4 separate regions of the Sus scrofa genome follow, and all the other regions are linked to region 4. A link is a contact called in public Hi-C data. All regions are on one chromosome and are shown on one strand. The core of a region is the stretch at or near the end of the contact, and the rest is flanking DNA. Distances in the headings are between cores, read along the strand shown.

Region 1 (3,310 bases), core at 307-2,806, 450 kb after region 4:
GGATCACAACTCACTGTTCCAGCTTCTGACGTGTTTTCTTCTTGGCCTGGTTCTCCTGTTCTCAAACTCACCTGATGTTGCTTTTTTGACAGTAAAATAGTATAGGTAAAAAGAAAAAGTGTTCTCTTTTTACTTAAAACAGAGCCTGAGTCTTTTTTTTTTTTTTTTTTTTTTTTTTGCTTTTTTCTTTTCTGGCTGCCCCATGGCGTATGGAGTGCCCAGGCCAGGGATCAGATCCAAGCCACAGTCACAACCTGCACCGCAGCCGTGGCAACAGCAGGCCCTTAACCCACTGCCTGGGGCTGGGGATTGAACCCGCGTCCCAGCGTTCCAGAGACGCTGCTGATCCCTTTGCACCACAGCAGGGACTCCAGAGCCTAAATAACTATTAAGTGTTCTGCTCAACTTTTGGTGGAAAGCGAGAAATAACGTGAAGGTGCACAAAGAACATTAAAATGCTTACCCAAAAGGCATGATTTTTTTTTTCTTTGATGAGGGCGTGTTCATAAAGTTAGCAGGAAACACGGGGGACTGGGCTTCTCCCCTTCCCCCCTCAGCCCACGTGGAGCCCCCTAGAGGTGCCCAGGCCGGGTGTCCGAGTCTGCTTCCCTGGTTTTTCATGGTCCCGGACACCGGTGTTCTTAGAAAGCTCCTCTGGTGACCACCACTCAGGAGGGAGCACATGGCCCCTTTCTCTGGTTACTGGGGTGCGGGGACTCAGGCAGAGGTTGCACACGATGTGCTGCAGGTGAGCGGCGCCCCCGGAGTTGTGTGGCCAGCAGTGCTTCCTCTCCTGCGAACCCCAGATGCCTGGCCCGTGCCATCTGTGCCTGGGCTTGTGCGCCTGCTCTGGTTCTAGGGTCCCTTGATGGCTCACCTCAGTCTAAACAGAAGGCCTCAGGCCCCGTTCAGTGTTTTGAGGGAGCCGTGCTTGTTGACTTCCCTGCCAGGTCTTGTGTGTGTGCCATTGCGGAGCCCTGGGGTCCAAGGGACAGCAGTGCTGGCTGCAGCTCCGCGTCCTGCTCGTGGGTACACGGAACCCTTTCCCTGCCAAGTCAGAACCTGGGACCCCGGCATGTGGCCGTTGGGGGAGAACTGAAGAATCAGCGAGGCCGTAGAAAGCACACCTCTGTCCTGCAGCCCGCACACTCCCTCTCCCAGCCGCCCCCTCTCCTTCCCTGCTCTGTCCGCACTCTGCCATTCCTTTGCCCCCTCGTCCATCCTTGCAGACACGGGGCCAGGGCTGAGGAGCCTGCGACAGGAATCCAGACAGAAGGAGAGGAGAGGCCAGGGTGGGTGTCGACCGGGGAGAGGCTGGCAGGTTGCCCGTCCTTGGGGTCGGTGGCGTTGGGGGGCACTCGGTGACGTAGCTGCACATGCGGGTTGCCGACTGGAGCACGTGGTCTCTGATTAGACTCAGGGACTGGTTGGTCACTGATCCGCCGCCAGCAGGAGCGTAGAAAGCAAAGAGACAGAGAACCTTTGTCCCCTGTCTGCCAGCAAGGACCACGGTGACCTTGGGCAGAGGTCAGACGGGAGGCATCCTGGGAAGTCAGAACTCAGCGCTTCCGGTGCAGGTGGGAGGGCCAGACCCACAAGGTCAGGAAGGGGACCAGCCTCCGAGACATCCGGGGGCCTCAGGATTCCTCCAGGAGGCCCGGGCGTTCCCCCTCGCCCCATGTCCCTGGCACTTGCCAGGCCGGAAGTGACCTCGTCAGGCCTCCTCTCGGCTGTGCTGAAATCCCTTCTCTCACTTTCGTTGTTGTTGTTGTTGTGTGAGGTTTTTAATTGTAACACTGTTATTTTACTTATATGTATCTTGCTTTCATTGCTGACTTTTAGTATTTTGAGGACAAAACCTTTATTTTGCCCGCTCAGAGCAGGGGAAGGTGACCACTGGAGTTGTCGATGTTCTCAGTGTATTTTTTAATGTGTTTGATTTATTTTCTTGAAAGAAAGGGTGGAGGATGGGGGAAAGCAAATGCCAGTAACCTCAGGAGAAGGAATCGTTGCAATAGAAAGCCAGATAAATATGTATTTTTTTTCCTGCTTCAGGTCAGAAACCCTTCCCTTGTCAAAAATGCGGTGCCTTCTTTTCCACCAAATCTAACTGTGAACGCCACCAGTTGCGCAAACACGGAGTTACGGCCTGTTCCCTGAGAAGAAACGGGCTTATCCCCCAGTCCAAAGAGAGTGATGTTGGAGCCCATGATAGCACAGGTAGTGCTTCCAGGTGATGCAGAGACAGGGCCAGAGGAGGCGCCGCAGGTGCGCTGCCAGAGAAGGTCTGCCCCCAGCCCCAGCCTGTGCCCATTGTGGCTGCTGGCCCCTGGCGTGGGCCGCACAGGCAGGCCTGCAGAATAGCGCTTCGCAGGAGCACTTCGCAAGGGCTGTGAGCCCCCTCGCCTGGTGTTTTCTGAAAGCCAGCCCTGCTGGCCGCCCCCTCCAGCGCAGGGGTGGGCCCGCTCAGACCTCAGGGTGCTGCAGGAGCTAGTGATGCCCAGCCCGCCGCAGGGAGGCGGGGCAGGGGCGGTATTCTCCTTTTCAGTAACTCTCTTCCCAGTAAAAAACTTGGTCGTGTTTGAAAAAGCACTCTGCATGTCCTTTCTTTAATCACATCTCTGCTTGACCTGAATCCGGGTATTATTCTCATGTGCTGATCTGTGCTTCCTTCCTCCAGCCCCTCCAGAGCAATTAACGGCTGCCCATGCGTCTCCTGCCACCTTTTCTTCCCTTACAGCTTCTGTATTTACTCACGTGCTCTGTTCAGTATATGCCATTATCTCCGGCTGCTGGGGTCTTGTGTCCCCTACCCCCCAAAACAAACAAACCAAACACCGGCTGCTGCGGGTTTCTCGGACACAGGGCTGTCTGGCCTCTGCTGAGTGACTGTTGCAGGTACAGGTTCAGTTTGGCAAATCTTGAAAGTTTGGACACGTCCCCATGTTTTGAAGCTGAGGCGAGTCCCCAAAAATGTATTTTTCTAGGGTTGTGACTGAGTCCTTGAGATTGGACAGGGTGGGGTGCTGTGCTGTCTGGGGGTCTCCTCCTGCACTGCGTCAGTGTGGACGGGAGCGGGGGGAGGGGTCACACTTGGGGCCGTCAGACCCTCTTAGGGTTTGGAAGTGGGGGCCATTCTGCCGCCTCCCCCCTCCAGCTACCCGATTCACATGACTGGCCAGGATCCTTGAGGAGAGAAAGGTCTTACTGTGACTTGGGTGCCCTTGGGCCTGAGGTCACAGGGTGACTTGCTCTTCAACTCCAGAAGAGTGGCAGGAGGCTGGCACTGCCCACCTTGGTCTCAGACAGC
Region 2 (3,282 bases), core at 384-2,883, 490 kb after region 4:
TTAAGCCTGGCTTTAAAAAATTTTTTTTGTCTTTTTGTCTTTCATAGGGCCACACGCGTGGCATAGGGGTCTCATCGGAGCTGTAGCCACCGACCTACACCAGAGCCACAGCCATGCCAGATCCGAGCCGCGTCTGCGACCTACACCACAGCTCACGCCGGATCCTTAACCCACTGAGCGAGGCCAGGGATCGAACCAGAAACCTCGTGGTTCCTAGTCGGATTCATTAACCACTGAGCCACGACGGGAACTCCTAATTTTTTTTTTTTTTTTAAGATCTAAATTTGCCCTTTCTTCCTATTAAAGTCCTATTTTCTGAAAATTATTTAAAATTAAAAACGACACTAAAGCCAATGTTCCTTCATTCTGATTTTTTACCCCCCTCAGGCTTCTACCATGGAGGCCCCTTGTCCCTTCCCCCACTGCAAAGGGACAGGGACAGTCCTACAGCAAGTCGCTACGCTAAGACCGTGAAATGAACGATGCAGCTGCACAACCAAGGTGAGAGCCGTGCTTTATGGACACGTCCTTCCTGCCGCACACCCCAGGGACAGGCTCGATACTCCAGATCCTTGGTTTGTTTTACTGACTCTGGAACCAGGCTGTTCAAAAGGTGAATTCTGAAACCATGACTGGTGTAGCAAATTAATATATCAGAAACAAAAACTTCATCCAAATATTTACATTTTAAAAACATTTAAAAAAACAGGCTACTTATTAAGTGTGCTTGAACAAACCATGTGTGGAAGTGAATTCCATTCATTATGGAGTTTCTGGGAACACTGAGAGCACAGAGGCCCTGAGAGCTGAGGAATTAAGAGTTCTCCAGTGTTCCCAATCTCTGCTAAAAACACAACGTGACACACAACCGCCGAGGTGCTAACGTCACCGCCCCCCCCGCCCCCCGAAAAGGAAGGGCCCCTGCAGAAGGCAGGTGGCTCAGCAGCGGGAAGGCTGGTGCCCTCACTCGGCATGGCCTCGCCACAGAGCCCGTGACACTCTGCAGAGGTCGGGTGAATGTGCCGAGCCCCACCTCGCTCCATCACACCCCAGTACCTTCACGAACCTGGACACTCACAGAAATGTTTGGAGAGAGATTCCTTGAGAAGGTGGAGGGTCTGAGAGTACATCAAGCAAAAACCAGGCCGTTCCTTGGAGCTCACAGAGCTTTTCCACAATAAACGACTGATCATACAGCCCAATTAAAAACTCAAAGACTTTACATTACAAGTATAGAAAGTTTATAGCTCAGCGCTGCCAAGAGAGTTCATTTAACACCTCAGCCCCTACTTGCAAAGCGGTTGACAGCTATACAATGACTTCTGCTTTATTGTCGCTGGCTTTGGCTCTGATGTTTAAATACTGCAAACAACCTGGGAAGCTGTTTCACGTGTGTGTTCTGTGTGTGTGTGTGTGTGGGCGCGGGTGCAGGTGGGGATCATAACAAAGCAGGGTCAGGTCATCACGATGAAGACAGGCCAGGAGCTGAGTAGCCACTGAAAGTCCATTTACCATCACTTCCTTACACAGCACATGTGAGAGACTACGGCTTAAGGACAGAGGGAGAAGGCCTCTCATTTGTTCGTGTCGTTTACGCCACGACTTTCGCAGTCTGACAACGAGGCCAACCTAACGCGCTGCCTAGGGCAAGGGTCACCGAGAGCAGAGTGACGAAGTCCAGCTCGGTTCGGTTCTGAGACCTTCAGTGCTTAAAATTTTGCAATCTTTCAGGTTAACACCACCGAAAACCAACAACCCCAAACCCAAAAGGTCAGATAAAAACAATGAGTTAACCACCAGAAATGACCCAACTCTTTAACAGATCAGGCCCTGCTGGAATTGTGCTTAGTCTGTAGACCCCAAGGCACCTCTTCTTAAGCAAGATGCTTCTCTGAAGGCGAAACATGATCTCTTAGAAAACCAGGCTGGTCTTACAGTCGCTCTGGAGCTACCCCTCGGGTCCGAAAGAACAATGGACAACGACTCAGAGTCTACAAATGTACCATTTTTTTTCAGAGAGCGCGGGGCTGGTTTTACATGTCCAAACCGGAACTGTCAAGTTGCTGGAACTCAGGGGGAAGTCCTCCGAAGGTGCGTATTCTAGCAACAGCCGCAAAGACCCAGACAACTTCATTGCTAAGAAGCAGCTATTCCTGTCTGTGCCTTTAGATGCTGGTTGTAAAACAGCAGCAGTATGCTAATTGTGCCCGCCGTTGGGATTTGAGCTATTCTAAGGAAGAAGCACTGTTCTCTTTGAGCCAGTCTGGGAGGACACCTGCCATCACACTGGGCAACCAGGGGGCCTGGGGGGAGACGGTCGGGAAGCGTCCGAAGGACCAGAGACCAGAGCGTGGTGCTCAGCATTCTCAAGGCGCCCGGGCCGCCCAACGGGGCGCCGCGAGACCCGCTGCTCACACACATGCACACGCACACACACAGTTTAATGGTTTAAAAAAAACCACATTTGTTACTTTAGAAAAATAAAAATGCAGTGCATTTTCCACAATATTATCGCCACAGACTCTGATTGCTCAGTCCACACATAAGCAGCAGTTGCCGTCTATGGTGATATGGCTTCTCTGCACTAATTCCCATCAGGCCGAAACACATTAGGGCAGGTTAAGTAAAGACCAAATTGTTGCACAAAGAACATTTACTCATCAGATCCCACGGATCTCTTCTGTGCCCGTTTCCTGGGCAACCTTCTCGGTGAAGCTTTATCTGGAAGAAAAGACAACGTTTTAATTTGTCTGTTATACGTGTTCAATTCAAAAGCATTTCCTCCAACTTTACCACGAGGTTCAAAAACCGAACACACACACACGAGAGAGATCATCTAATAATAAATGTCTCTGACCCAGCACAGGTTTTTTTAAGCTATAAACAGTCCTTCAAGAGAGAACTCAAAATGAAACTTTACATACTGCAAGGTTGCTAAATAAACTTAAAAACAAGAAAAAAAAATGTTTTGGTTAAGTTTGTATGGTGACAGATGGTAACGACTTGGCATAATGGTCATTTTCCAATGTATAAAACATCATTACGTTGTACACCTGGAACTAACATGACGTCAATTAAAAATTTTTTGTAGAGTTCCCGTTGTGGCTCAGAGGGGTAAGAACCCAATTACTATCAATGAGGATGTGGGTTTGACCCCTGGCCTCACTCAGTGGGCTAAAGAAAAAAAAAAAAAGGGAGTTCCCGTCGTGGCGCAGTGGTTAACGAATCCGACTAGGAACCATGAGGTTGCGGGTTCGGTCCCTGCCCTTGCTCAGTGGGTTA
Region 3 (3,447 bases), core at 381-2,880, 290 kb after region 4:
CAGCAGTTCCTGAAAGGAACGGTGGTAATTCCGTCACAATGCTCACAAAGCCGGACTGGACAGATGCCTTTAGGCAAGTCTGCATAACCTAGTCTTGGTGATTCGCAACCACCTTAGCACACAGAACACTCTGGAAGGCCTTGCTATAAAGCTATGTGTTGCATGTCTTTGTGGTATAACGAAATAAACTTAACTCAGCATCTCTCCAACTTCCTTATTTCATGTCCCCCTAAGAAAAACGCTGCCAATTAAACTAGGGCTCAAGGATGCCATCAAATAAGACATTAGAGATGGGGAAATACACGCATCTTGGAGTCAGTGAAATGTAGTGTATGACCGCAGGACTGTTTTTCAAACATCACCTATGATCATCACCACGCCTAAAGAACTTTTGAAGTTAAAAAAAGAAATACAGGGAGTTCCTGTTGTGGCGCAGAGGAAACAAATCCGACTAGTATCCTTGAGGATGCGGGTTCGATCCCTCTCCTGGCTCCATGGGTTAACAATCCAGCATTGCCAAGAGCTTCGGTATAGGGGGCAGACTCAGCTCCGATCTGGCGATGCTGTGGCTGTGGTGTAGGCAGGCAGCTACATCTTGGATTTGACCCCTAGCCTGGGAACTTCCATGTGCCACAGGTGTGGCCCTAAAGAGCCAAAAAAAAAAAAAAAAAGAGAGAGAAGAGGAGTTCCCATTGTGGCGCAGCGGAAACGAATCCGACGAGGAACCATGAGGTTGCCGGTTCGGTCCCTGCCCTTGCTCAGTGGGTTAACGATCCGGCGTTGCCCTGAGCTGTGGTGTGGGTCACAGACATGAGTGGATCTGGCGTTGCTGTGGCTGTGGTGCAGCCCGGCAGCTACAGCTCCGATTCGACCCCTAGCCTGGGAACCTCCATATGCCGCGGGTGCGGCCCTAGAAAAGACAAAAAAAAAAAAAAGAAAGAAAGAAATACGTAGTTGGCCCTTCCTGTAACCTGCAGATTCAACCAAGCTTGAATAAAAAAGATTTGAAAAAGATTCTGGAAAGTTTTAAAACTTTCATTTGCTAAAGGCCAGCAACTCTCTATAAAGCAGTTAATGTGTTTACACTTATTCGTGTTCCATTGGGTGTTGTAAGTAGCCTAGAGCTGATTTAAAGGACAGGGGAGATGCGCACAGGCCATATGGCAACACTACACCATGTAATAGGAGTCTCCAGCGTCCCTGGATTTTGGTATCTGCCTGGAGTTCCTGGAACCAATCTCCATGGTAACAAGGGACCACTGTACCGGTCACTCGTTTTGGGGTGCAAAACACCAAAAAGTCACCTTTTTAAAAAAGTAAGTTCCAGGTCTACATCATCGCCTAACTGTCCAGCTGTCCTCAGTGAGCATGCAAATCTCTTTAAACGAAGATGTCACGCAATTAAATCATTCAGCCGGTTAACAGCCTGCTCCACGCCGGTAGTAGGTAGTATAACTTTCACTTGAAACAACCCCTTTGCCTCTCAAGAGCCCCACACCCAGAAGTGACTCAATTTCATAACGCCACCATTAAAATCCCTAGCACTTTCCAAGCAACAGGCTTGGGCGTAAAGCATCAGTAACTCCACAGTGAGTCAGATGAAGTCTGTGAGTGTCGGTGGGGGAGGTTGCAGGGTTCCCAGATCAGCTTCCAGAGAATGGGTGCGGCCGAAGGCCGGGCTCGGCAGGCTCCCGGTGCATAACTGCGAGGGCCCGGCCAAGTCAGCCCGCAGGGCTTTGGGGCCCGCGTGTCCCACCCCAGGCTGGCCCAGGCGCCCCACCTGCCCCGCATGCGCAGGTTTGGCCCCTCTGAAAGGCTCTCTGGACGCACATCTGGGGCTTTCCCCTGGCCTTCGGGCTGGCAGGACCCCGCAGGGCCTCGAGCCGGTCCTCGGGACCGGAACGAACGGCCACTGACCCCGGGAGGCCCGGGTCACCATCACCCTCGCCTCCGCCCCCCACCCCTCCCGGGGCCGCTCTCCACCGCCGGCCTCCCTCGGGGCCGGAGGGACACTTGTGCGAGCTCGGCCGCGCTCCCCGGGACGCCGCATCCGCAGCCGCTGCGACGCGGGCAGCCCGGGATGGCCCGCGCGGCCCTCTCCTTCTCTATCCACCCGGCAGTTTCCATGGCTCCGCCGCCATCCTCCGCCCCCTTCCCCGCGCGGAGCCGGGCGGCGGGCGCGGCCGGCCCGGTGGGGGCGGCGGGGGGCGTGCCCGGCGCGGGGACCCGGGCGGCGCTCCCCAGCCGCGGGGCGCGTAGAGGCGCCCCCAAGCCCTCCCCCACGCCCCGGGCGGCCTGCCCCAGCCCGCTCGCCCGCACCCGGTCCGCTCCCCGCCGGGCCCGGCGCCGGGGCCCCAGGCGCAGCGCAGCCCCCGGCCCGGCCGGCGGCGCGGGGGAGGGGCGCGGCGCAGGCAAAGTTGCTGAGTTGCTTTGCTCGCTCAGAAGTTGCAGCTGAGACGGCAGCTTCCCGCCCCCTTCCTGGACTCGGCGGCTCGGAACACACACCCCGCCCGTCCTCACCCGCTACCTGCCCTCGCCCCCGCCGCCCCGGCCCGGACTCGGCAGCAGCCCCTCCCGGCGCCCGCGAGGAGCCCAGGTTTCCAGCGGAGTCGGGCAGGGGGCGGGCGCACCCCACCTCCCCGTGCCGCCCGGGGGAGGCGGGGGAGCGGGGTTGGGGTGGGGGCAGGATCCCCTCCGCCCGGTCGCCTCGCGGCCGCGGCGCTTTTGCAGTTTGCAAAGCCGAGCAGCTGGGCAGGGGTCGCCCACCGGCCCCCGCGCCCTGCCTGGCGAAGCGGGGTGTGCAGAGCGACACGCGGGCAGGGGTCCCATCCCCTCCCGCTGGGGCTTTCGCCCGGGAGGCGGGAGGGGCTCCGCCAGGGGCTGAGGTCGCCAACAGGTGCTCGCGAGCCCATGTGACGGGGGAGGGGCCGCGCAGGGGAAGCCGGGGTGGGGGCGGGGGCGGGCTCCCGCCTCCTCCGTCGCCTCCCCCTCCCCCTCGGTCCCCCGCGGAGCCCGGCGCCCGGCGCACCCCGCCCGCGGCGGCCTGGGGATGGCTCGCGGGTGGTTCTCCGAGCGCGGGTGCCCTCGCGGCCGGCCGGGAGGAGGAGCAGCAGGAGGGGGCGGGAGGGGATGCGAAAGTGGGTCAGGAATGTAACTGGACGCTGCGCACCCCCACGCACCCCCTCCCCCAGGGCCGGCCGCGCGGCCGCGCCAGCCTCTTGCTGTTGTGGTTCCCCAGCATTATCGGCGGATGGTTACCAGGGGTTCCCGAGGGATGTGTTTCCCGGTGACCCTTTGGGTAGAAAAACTTAGTTGCCTCAGTAACCGAGTTTGGCTTGGATGCGATGATGCAGTGAGGGCTCTAGGTGAGCGTGGCCGAGCAGTTGCACTCGGGGGTGGATTAACTTTTCTAATTACTGAACCACGACGGGAAGGGAAAGCTGGAGA
Region 4 (3,204 bases), core at 284-2,783:
GCAGCAATGCCCACGTGTCTTCCTCTTGCAAGCACAGGTCTGATGGGCTTTCCCAGGATGTGTTTGATTGAAATGGATTTTTGCCACCTTCTCAGAGACAGGACTAGGGCCCTGCTCAGACAGCGGTAGGCTCTGGAGGCTTGCGGAAGCTGTTTAGAGTCCAGACCTGACCCCAAGGGTCAAAGACTGTAGTCGGGGTGAGAGCACAGACGGACGGAATGTGGACGTGATCCTGGAAAGAAGATAGAGGAGTCCCCCCCCGTCCCCAAACCCCAGCCTCCAGCCACTTTCACTGTGTGGCTCAAAACATATTGAGAAGAACAGAAATGGCCCTTAGGCTCCTCCATCCACTGCAGGCTTGCAGGGGACACGGCCCCCAGCTCCGTCAAGTCCCTGCCCAGACAAAAGACGGCGGAAGATCTCGTGGGCTGTGGCAACAGAGGGACCTGGCCTGAGGATTCGGAGAAGCAGCATAAGCCTCTGTTTCCTGGGGTGTTAAGCAGGGGCAAAGTCCGGACCGTGGGCGGGGCCAGGGCTGAGAAATGAGGTCAGACAGTTAAGTCCCTAGGACAGGGCTTGAGCGTTTGGGAAACTGGTTACAGACACTCAGCCCAGGGAGTGGCCACACAACAGAGAAAACTCACCAGCAGAGGCTGAGCGAGTCCTGGGCTTGTCACACCCATGGTTCTGTAAAGAACCAGCACACACACACACACACACACACACACACACGCGGCTCCTCCTCCATCCTACACACACCCACCAGGTCTGCCTAGAGCCACATCTTTGCTTCCAGCAAGATGCCCCTGGAGGTTTTCTCTTTTCCATCTGCCTGAAAATGGTCCAGAGTGTCCAGCGGGGGTGCAGTCCCCGCCCCCCGGGAGTCTGTACACCTGGGATGCCCTTGACTCTGGTCCACCATCCAGGGCTTACCCCAGCAGGCCGCTGCTTCCCCTGCAGCCAAAAAGAGTCACCTGCTGAGTGGGATGAGTGACTGGAGATGCTTGCCTCTATGGCTTCCGACTCGGAGACCGAGCCTCAGCTCTAGCACGCACTGGAAGCCAGGAAAGGAAAGGTCTCCTGCAAGGTTCGAGAGAAGGTGGGAACTCATAGGAGCCACTGGAGGAAAAGCCACTGCCATAAACACCACTTCCCACCTGCTGGCCCCTGAGCAGGAGCCGGCTCCGGCCCCAGGCGACCCTGGCGGCTGCTGCGGGGCCTGCTTGCTCTTCTCGCAGCTTCTGGGGAGAATCTGCACTATTTACAGCTGCCCTGGAGCTCAGCCTTTGCCCAGATCGATTCCAAATGCCTTCCTGACTGAACGGGGGCACCAGATGGGTCAGCCTTCTGTGTCTGAGCTTCCAAAGCTCTGCAAGAGGGTCTCCCAGGAGGCAGGAGGCAGGAGGCAACCGCCAGGCCCAGACTCTCCCAGTGTAACTGGGTTCGTGTGACAGAGCCTGGGAGGCCCTGGCTCACGGCTCCCTCAGCCCCGGATGTGGTTTGGAAAGTTGGTCTGGAATGTGTTTTCCCATCAAAACAAGGAAGTTTGGACAGTACGTTCGCAGGACTCCCTGAAAGCCAGTCAAACCCACTCTGGGCATTTTGCGCAGAGACCAGGGATCCAGGGAAAAGCCTGACACGTTGGGGGAAGGGGGAGACTGGACTGAGGTCAGATTTGGGGTGGGGGGAGTGACAAGATGGGCGGGGGAATGGAGAGGGAGCTGGGGGGGCACACAGAGGCCAGGCCGGATTTGGGGAGCCACTTAGGATTTTGATTTCCCTCGAAGGCAGGGGGACACCATTCAAAGGTTTGACACAGGGGAGCCACCCAGCTGCAAAGCGTGAAACCTTCCTCCTTCAAGACCCCCTGGGTGGGGGTGGGGACAGTGGCTGTGAGCTCAGCAGTGGGGGAGCATGCACTTGGGAGGAAGCTCTGGGCTCCCCCCCCCCACCAGGGGCCCCTGAGCATCTGGGCTTAAGCTTGGAGGGGGAGGTGTGTTTGTGCAAAAGGCCCACAGACGCCGAACCCCAGATGCGGGCTGGTTTTAGGTGGGGGCAGGTGTCCATAAACCAGGAGGCATCTGCGTTCTGCTTTCTTAAAAATGCCATTTTAGAGTTCCTGTCGTGGCTCAGTGGGTTAAGAACCTGACCAGTATCCGTGAGGGTGCAGGCTCGCTCCCTGGCCTCGCTCAGTGGGTTAAGGATCCGGCGTTGCCGTGAGCTCTGGCATAGGTCAAAGACACAGCCCAGATCTGGCGTTGCTGTGGCTGTGGTGTAGGCCGGCAGCTGTAGCTCCAACTCGACCCCTAGCTTGGGAACCTCCATATGTGGCAGGTGCAGCCACAAAAGGAAAAGAAAATGCCATCTCCCCCTGGCCTGGGAACGTCAACCAGCCTAGACACAGTGGCTCCATGGCTGTGCCAGGACTGAAAGAATATGGCACCAAAACGAAGAGTCTGTTTTCTGGAAGGCATTTGTTACCGCCAAACCTGGGACAAAACCAAACTCCACTGCGCTTCAAGCCAGAATAGATTAACTCTTCCTCGTGCCCAGATACAACCTGTACTCCCCCCTGTGAGCCTGTGGGGAGTCCCTTAAAGGTGACAGGTTACATGATCACAGTGTTTTTCCAAAAGGAAAGATAGTATAAATAAATACACCTGCAACGCCAATGATAACATTAAGTTTTTCTGTTTAAATAGATTAATAAATAAGTCCGCAGGGTACAATCAAGGTTGCTTAAGGTCGTGCGTGTCCCTAAGCACGAGTTAGTCAGTGTGAGAGCAGACAGGCCAGGCTTTTGTTTTGTTTGTTTGTTTTTTGTTTTGGGGGGTTTTTTGGAGTTTTGTTTGTTTGTTTGTTTTTTGTTTGTTTTAGGCTTTTGAATTTAAAGGTTTTTATCTAAGCCGAGCGACCTTGGAGCAAGTGAATATTTGTTCTCCAAACAGCACATTTCACAAGGCAAACATTTTAATTTCGCTTTATATTTATTTCCTTTATTTATACATTTCATCTGTTTATAGATTGTTTGCCTATTTATATTTTTTCATGTATTTATTTATTTGAGGCAAAAACCATGATTTAAAAATCTTAACCAAAAATACACCCGGTGAGGGAGTTCTGGTCGTGGCTCAGCAGTAACGAATCCGACTGGGAACCATGAGGATGCGGGTTCCATCCCTGGCCTCGCTCCGTGGATTAAGG

What was found. Hi-C and Micro-C count contacts between places; a contact is called where the count stands out from the background.
Region 1: a contact with region 4 is called in a Hi-C map of liver, with 2.8 times the contacts expected there. The contact joins two enhancer-like sites. A contact is called at or near these places in 12 of 47 Hi-C or Micro-C datasets (alveolar macrophages, embryonic fibroblasts, epiblast stem cells and 8 more) and 2 of 2 datasets of contacts at active chromatin or transcription factors (alveolar macrophages and skeletal muscle).
Region 2: a Hi-C map of liver shows a contact between it and region 4, with 2.9 times the contacts expected there. The contact joins two enhancer-like sites. A contact is called at or near these places in 1 of 47 Hi-C or Micro-C datasets (liver) and 2 of 2 datasets of contacts at active chromatin or transcription factors (alveolar macrophages and skeletal muscle).
Region 3: a Hi-C map of retroperitoneal adipose tissue shows a contact between it and region 4, with 1.7 times the contacts expected there. The contact joins two enhancer-like sites. A contact is called at or near these places in 2 of 47 Hi-C or Micro-C datasets (embryonic fibroblasts and retroperitoneal adipose tissue) and 1 of 2 datasets of contacts at active chromatin or transcription factors (alveolar macrophages).

Annotation. Positions count from the first base shown.
Region 1 is chr7:4,627,940-4,631,249 of Sscrofa11.1, forward strand. It overlaps RREB1 (ras-responsive element-binding protein 1), which reads left to right. Exons shown (of 16, transcript XM_005665552.3): 13 at 2,056-2,220. Among named protein-coding and RNA genes, the nearest start is that of SSR1, 56 kb to the right of the region's middle. Within about 2 kb of position 1,557, at least 15 of the 83 cell types and tissues checked have an H3K27ac peak or open chromatin away from gene starts, as enhancers often do. A contact at or near this core is called in liver, retroperitoneal adipose tissue and subcutaneous adipose tissue, where this site is marked.
Region 2 is chr7:4,662,703-4,665,984 of Sscrofa11.1, forward strand. It overlaps SSR1 (signal sequence receptor, alpha), which reads right to left. Exons shown (of 9, transcript NM_001185167.1): 9 at 247-2,721. The coding sequence ends at 2,654. Among named protein-coding and RNA genes, the nearest start is that of SSR1, 22 kb to the right of the region's middle. Within about 2 kb of position 1,634, at least 2 of the 83 cell types and tissues checked have an H3K27ac peak or open chromatin away from gene starts, as enhancers often do. A contact at or near this core is called in liver, where this site is marked.
Region 3 is chr7:4,462,686-4,466,132 of Sscrofa11.1, forward strand. No RefSeq gene overlaps it. Among named protein-coding and RNA genes, the nearest start is that of RREB1, 48 kb to the right of the region's middle. Within about 2 kb of position 1,631, at least 63 of the 83 cell types and tissues checked have an H3K27ac peak or open chromatin away from gene starts, as enhancers often do. A contact at or near this core is called in alveolar macrophages and retroperitoneal adipose tissue, where this site is marked.
Region 4 is chr7:4,177,103-4,180,306 of Sscrofa11.1, forward strand. No RefSeq gene overlaps it. Among named protein-coding and RNA genes, the nearest start is that of LY86, 71 kb to the left of the region's middle. Within about 2 kb of position 1,534, at least 39 of the 83 cell types and tissues checked have an H3K27ac peak or open chromatin away from gene starts, as enhancers often do. A contact at or near this core is called in alveolar macrophages, liver, retroperitoneal adipose tissue and 1 more, where this site is marked.